2 separate regions of the Arabidopsis thaliana genome follow, and region 2 is linked to region 1. Evidence: chromatin contacts called from public capture Hi-C data. All regions are on one chromosome and are shown on one strand. Each heading gives the region's core, a stretch centred on a gene start, on an enhancer-like site or on the middle of the called end of the contact. The rest is flanking DNA. Distances are from core to core; before and after follow the strand shown. Region 1 holds the start of AT4G03420 (hypothetical protein (DUF789)). Region 2 holds the start of PCFS4 (PCF11P-similar protein 4).

What was found. Capture Hi-C pulls out chosen DNA fragments and counts their contacts.
Region 2: a contact with region 1 is called in a capture Hi-C map of root, with 3 times the contacts expected there. The contact joins the promoter of PCFS4 here to the promoter of AT4G03420 in region 1.

Annotation. Positions count from the first base shown.
Region 1 is chr4:1,509,762-1,513,518 of TAIR10.1, forward strand. It overlaps AT4G03420 (hypothetical protein (DUF789)), which reads left to right and starts at 1,836. Exons shown (of 5, transcript NM_116580.4): 1 at 1,836-2,545; 2 at 2,624-2,844; 3 at 2,956-3,160; 4 at 3,321-3,498; 5 at 3,586-3,757. The coding sequence starts at 2,465.
Region 2 is chr4:2,469,703-2,473,181 of TAIR10.1, forward strand. PCFS4 (PCF11P-similar protein 4) reads left to right here and starts at 2,164. Exons shown (of 6, transcript NM_148232.3): 1 at 2,164-2,713; 2 at 2,876-2,977; 3 at 3,067-3,306. The coding sequence starts at 2,381.

The DNA of each region.
Region 1 (3,757 bases), core at 586-3,085:
CTAATTCTAAATCCGAAATTCCATCTACATACGTAGATCAATCAAAGTTGTCCTAAGAGGAGGCCTTGTGAGTCTCATTGGGTTTTACAGAAATCGTCGGACCTATTTGGGCTCAAACATATAAAAGATCCAAGATACTGGATTTAGGCCCAAACTCTTTTCTCAATACGATAGGATCCAAATCTTTTTGTAGCTGTGGAATGTGGTGGATAACAAATAACGTCACTTGGTAAAAATCCAACATTTTAGATTCAGCCATCGGTCGTACAACGTCACTCTCATCAACTTCTTTTTCAGTTCCCCAAATCACGATGATCGCTTAGTCATCACACCCATCTAGCATCCCGCCGTCAGATAAACCGGTCATTTACCCTTACCAACATACCGGTTTTCTCAATTTACAAATTCGGTTTGATAAATATCAATAGATTAGGTAAATAGAAATTAAGTTAATTCGGCACGTGTCACGAAAACTACCACATGGCGCAAAGGCCAAAACCACAAAATTCAGAAAAGTTGGTATGCTTCCACGTAATTGACATTTTTCACGTGATTTGCTTGTGACTACTGATGTTACAATTAGTAGACGTACCGTTCAATAACGTGATATTTATTAGAGATTATTGATTTGCATAATTAGTTACAAAATCACACGTCACAACCATTTTTCCCCAATATTACGTCCAAAACTGTTGATTCGTTTGATTTTTATTGTCCGTCCAATGACTATTTCGATTTATTATAACTTCTTGTGTTAGTAAATAGTAATTCAAGTCTATATATACTCTTATATCATAAATTAGGAAAAGTAAGTACTGTATACGATCATTGTATCTAATAAAATATGAAATATGCGAGCAATAACGGCCAAATAGAGCGTAACTTCAGTTTTTTTTGTGATACCTAGTTTTAAATACCCTAAACATCAAGTTACCTCAAATTGGCAAAACCTAATTTTGCTGAAATTGAAAGAAAAATAATATATTTTTATTTCTATATTTGACTTCATTTAAATATTATTTTCGAAATAAATATTTACCTACGATTGATTTTATCAACCAGTTGAACGAATAATCTTCTTTTTTGTATGTTAAGGTGCACTTATAATATATATTTCTATATATATCACATGAAAGAAAAATAAAATAATTTAAATAATAACAACTTTCAGAACTAAGTTTTTTTCATATTAATTATAAAAAATTTGTATAGTATACTATAGACTCAATAATAGTAAGTACTAAGCAGTAACCATCAATAACAATATTTTCTAGGACTAACATTTTATTTCTCTTCCTACGAACGTACCACATTGTATCATGATAGCCAATCAAAATACACAGTACTGAAACTAGTAATGATAATAAGTTAGGCAGCCTAATTATATACAACTTTTCAAATACGTCATATGAACAAATAACATTTTCCGTAATATGTACTGAAAATTTCCACGATAAAAAACAATAAAAATGCTCGATTAATGTTCTTATACACTGGCATTAACAATTCTCACAGCAAAACTACCACACTAATCACAATCTTATGCTCATGTAGTATTTTTAGACAACATTGTACATGTAGAAAGTTCTTTAACTCTTAAGTATTATCGACTAGTTTTTTTTCTAGAATGAATTTTTCTAATCGAATACTTTAAAAATAGAGTCGACGAAAGAGATTAAATATAACAAAACCAAACCACGTGAGGATCATAAGCTATGGACGAGGAAAATCGTCAAACTTTGAGATAAATTTTTGATTGATTAGGTGTTTGTTGTACTTTTTCTTATTAATATCCAGAATTCAGAACCTTCTCTTCCTCAAATCTGTCTTTATCCTTTTTAATTCAATTTTAATCTCAACTTTTCTATATTTTATCGTCTAAATTTAAAGAAAAGAAAAAACCCAAAAACAGAGGATTTTGATCAAGTAAAAGAAAGAATATTTTCTAGAGAAAGCAAATCGATTCTCTCACCTTTATATATATAACCTCTCCACCTCTGTTTCGTCTCTCAATATATATCCACTGGTCTTTCCTTTTTCCGGCAAAATTGTAACAGAACCAAAAATTACTCTGTTTTTTTTTATTTTCTTGACAAGTCTGCATTTTTCTCCTCTGTTTTGGAATTTTCTCGTTTCTGGTTTTCCGATCATAAAAAACAAACAAAACTACCGTAAAATAGGCTCTCTCCACAGAAAAAAAAGAAGACTTTTCTTTCATTCTTCTGCAAGTAACTGAGCAGATTTCGGTTTTTTCTTCTTCAAATTGATATTTTTAAAGTTATAAAAATTTCTTGTCCATAATTTCCGTTTTCCTTAAATTCAGCTGTCCTAACGTCAAATCTCAGACACTCGCTTGCGTGTCTCCCTCTCTTAAACTCTCTCTTTCTCTTTCTCTTTTGGTTTCTGGGTTATTTCAAAGAAAAGAATCAAGAAACCCCTCTTTCTCTCTTACAAGAATCCCATCATGGTGTTTGGAAAAGGGTCAAACCTTGACAGATTCCTTCATTGCACAACACCTGTAGTGCCACCCCAATCTCTATCCAAGGTTTTGAATCATTCTTTCTTTCTTCTTCTTCTTTCTTCTCTTAATGGTAATATTTAAATTGGTTGTGGATTCTGGCAGGCGGAGATTAGGAGTTTGAATAGGATTTGGCATCCATGGGAGAGACAAAAGGTTGAGTTTTTCAGATTGAGTGATCTATGGGATTGTTATGATGAATGGAGTGCTTATGGAGCTGGTGTTCCAATTCGTCTCTCTAATGGAGAATCTCTTGTTCAATATTATGTTCCCTATCTCTCTGCTATTCAGATTTTCACCTCTCGTTCTTCCTTGATCCGCTTAAGGTACCATTCATTGCTTTTTATATTGCCGCTTTGATACGTTTAGATTTTAAAGTTTGATCCTTTGATGAATCTATTGTGACTGACTCTTTTTTTTGGGTTGTTCTTGATTAGGGATGATTCTGAAGATGGGGAAAGCAGAGATTCGTTTAGTGATTCATATAGTGATGAGAGTGAAAGTGATAAACTTTCGAGATGTGCTTCTGATGAAGGACTTGAACATGACGCTCTCTTGCATCCTAATGATCGGTTGGGATATCTTTATCTGCAATACTTTGAGAGATCAGCTCCTTATGCTCGAGTTCCTCTCATGGATAAGGTAACTCAATGCAGCTTCATAAGATCAGCTTCTTTGATTACTAGGATTAGTCACTTGGTTGATTCCTAATTAGCAATAGGCGAAAAAGTATGTATGTATAGATTAGAATATATTATTATTCAAGACTTGAAATGAGACATATGATTTTGGTTGATTTCAGATCAATGAATTGGCTCAAAGGTACCCGGGACTAATGTCGTTGCGAAGCGTAGATCTTTCCCCGGCAAGTTGGATGGCGGTAGCGTGGTACCCTATTTACCATATTCCAATGGGAAGGACCATCAAAGATTTGTCCACTTGTTTCCTCACTTATCACACTCTTTCATCTTCTTTCCAAGGTACTAATCTTCTCAATCCTCTCGGATTCAAGTCCTTCGATGTGTTATATCCCGCGAATATGTAACCGTTATGGTCTTGATTTTCAGATATGGAGCCAGAAGAAAATGGCGGGGAAAAGGAGAGGATCCGGAAGGAAGGAGAAGGTGTAACTTTGCTTCCTTTTGGGTTAGCCACTTATAAGATGCAAGGCAATGTTTGGCTCTCGGAAGACGATCAAGGTCAAGATCAAGAGCGAGTTCTTTCGCTTCTAAGTGTTGC
Region 2 (3,479 bases), core at 914-3,413, 960 kb after region 1:
TTATATTCAATCGGTTTAGAGATTTTAGTACAACTAAGATGTCATTTTTGTTTTTTAAGGTCTAATTAAATTTATCTCTTTTCTGGTATGGTTATTCGATTCTCCAATAATATAAGTTTCAATTTTCAAGTTTTGAAAAACAAACAAACATAGCTTTTAGTTTTTTTATACTTCTTCAACGTATGAATCAAATATGCATATGGAACATCAAAATCAAATATGATAACTCCATATAACATATTCTTAAGAATCTTCAATGACTTTAACCTCACCAGAATCAGCACCTGGTGATTTTTAACTCTTTTCACTTTTGTTTTTTAATGACTCTTCTAAAAAGATGTTCGTAATACAAAAAAATTAGCTTCCAAAACTTATAAAAGCTATATAGATCTTACTTTAAAAAATTAACAAATGCATTGAGCTCTTAATCACTTTCTAATGAATTCTTTTGTTCTACATATATCATGAATCATGACAAATAACATTCAATACCTACATACAACTTAACAAAATTACATTTTTTAATAAAAAAAGCCCGCGATTTGGTTCGGGTTTCGCCCTAGTACTAACTAGAGAAGAAAGAGATTTTCGAAGAAAAAATATGGAACATGTGAAAAGTTTAGAAGGTATGACACATATTGCTTAAACAAAATCATAAGAGGATGGAAAGAGACACTGTAAGAAAAAATGAAACAAATAAAACGAGTGCTTGCAAAAAGATAGGGAGAGTGATAGCTCTTTGTAAAAAAATTGTGAAGACAGAAATTCATATACATATTGAAAAGAATGTGAGAAAATATGAGTTGTTAAAGTAAAGTATAGATAAGCTTATGAATATACTTCTATATAATATCTTATTTTTAGACGAGCTATACTAACTAATGCAGCGAAGATAAACAAAAAAGAATAGTAAATTTACGGATTTCAAAATGAGAAAGTCGTCGAAGTTATTTTCCATAAAACAATTTATTTCATACATAAAAAGACGTCGTGATCCTAAATATCTAAAGCTAAAGAGAGAGTCATGAGCCAAAAAAATGTTCTTTTGATAAATGTTGTAAACCTAAAAGTTGTATTAAAGTTATTTTTAGTTTTGTATTTAAATTGTAACTATTGTCATGGTAATTTTAAAATTCAAAGAGTTTATAATATTAACAACAAGTAGACATATAAAAACATATCTTTTAAAAAATTTCTATAATAATTTTATTCACACAAAAAAATATTAAAAAGTTTTACAAATAGACCCATGCGTAGCGTGGATTCATAACCTAGGATTTAGAACGACTAATCGGGAGTTGCCACATAAATAATTAACATATTTAGTATCTAATTAATTAACATTTTTGAAAACAACCAATCGGGAGCTGCCACATCAATAATTAACATATTTAGCATCTAATTAATTAACATTTTTGAAAATAGCAATTACTTTATATTTTAAAATGTAAAAACAAAGGAACTAACAAATATTAAATTTAAACTTATAAAATAGGAAGCTATATAATTATAATTATGTAATAATAAACTCAAACCCTTATAGGATTTTATACAACTAATCCAACATTTTTTTAATATAACTTAAAGAAACGTAACAAGGACGTGGTTTGATGGTGGTGTTTTTAACTGTATCAATTTGAATCAAGTTCTCGAAGATATGCTCGTGGCAACTACCATGAGAATTCCACTTTTTCGGTCATGTGACAACCACACAAATTTCCGAGTTTCACGAGTTCAAAATCGGTGTTTCAACTCGTAACTTAGCCTTGAACGCATAAAAGCGAACTGAATGAATTAGAGTTGTAATGTTGTATTTATTTTTGTAGATTGTTTTAATCCGCTTCTTGCTAATCTCTGTATTTCTGTCAAAAATCAAAAATAATATAAAATCTAATTGTCTACCAAAAAAAAAATCATTCATAGTCCATGAGTAGAATCAAAACAAGATAGATTCAAACTTTATCAAGATAGATAAATAAGCTAAGAAATGAAATAGTTCCTCAAAACTAAATTTAGTGTCACCAAGAGGCAAGATCAAACTTTTCAAATAAGGGAAAGAAGAGAATTGCAACGTGATTAATTGATGAGGTCATAGTAAAAGTCAAAAATCTGTGTGACTCAAAACGGGTAAAAACAATAATTGGGATGTAGTTGATAACTCTAAAAAAAAAGGGACAAAAATGAGATTTGCATAAAGTAGAGATACAAAATTGAGAAGAAAAAAAAATCCTCTTCACTAAAAAAAAAAAAACTTCCGTTATCGATCTCTATCTCTCTCTTCCCCCACAAGGGTGGCGATTCGAGGAGTTTCCATGGTGGAACAGAAACCCTAGAGCCTTTATGCTGCCACTAATTATCACTCTTCACTATTGAATTGGGGATGGACTCAGAGAAAATCCTCAATCCAAGACTTGTTTCGATTAATAGCACCAGCCGCAAAGGTATGTCCGTTGAGTTGCCGCAGAAACCGCCGCCACCGCCGTCGTTGTTAGACCGGTTTAAAGCTTTGCTTAATCAGCGTGAAGATGAGTTCGGTGGTGGTGAAGAGGTTTTGCCTCCGAGTATGGATGAGATTGTTCAGCTTTATGAGGTTGTTTTGGGTGAGCTTACTTTCAATTCTAAGCCTATTATCACTGATCTCACTATTATCGCTGGTGAACAACGGGAACATGGTGAAGGAATCGCTAATGCTATTTGCACTCGAATCCTTGAGGTTTGCTTTCTTCTTATTTGTTTCCACTTTCTAGCCTTATTGTATAGTATGTAAGTGTAGAAGTGGGAAAAAAATTAGGTTTTTGATTGTCAGAGATTAGTGTTTGGTTTGTGGTTTAGTGAAATGGCTGCTTCTGAGTTACCTGTGGGTGTATATATGCAGGCTCCTGTTGAGCAAAAGTTGCCATCTCTGTATCTTTTAGACAGCATTGTTAAGAACATTGGGCGGGATTATGGTCGCTATTTCTCATCCCGTCTACCCGAGGTGAGCAGTCTACAAGAAGATGTTTACTTAAATGATTTGAATAGGGCTGAAGCATACCCATGAGCTGTTTTGATCCTATTCTGCTTTAGGTCTTCTGCCTTGCATATAGGCAAGCACATCCGAGTTTACATCCGTCAATGCGTCACCTGTTTGGGACTTGGTCGAGTGTTTTTCCACCACCTGTACTACGCAAGATTGATATGCAATTGCAACTTTCATCTGCAGCAAACCAATCTTCCGTAGGGGCTTCTGAGCCTAGTCAACCAACGAGAGGTATACATGTTAATCCAAAATATCTTCGCAGGCTGGAGCCCTCAGCCGCCGAAAATGTAAGCCTTTCTCTTTGTCATTATGAACAGAGATGACATTCTTTTTTTAGGTGCATCTGCAACCTTGAAGCTATGGTGTGTTAATTTTATATAAGTGTACTAAGTAAAACGGGTATTAGATTAGTTTGGCCTCATAGTGGTCTTATCCATTGTATTTCTTTAAAGTTTTGTTA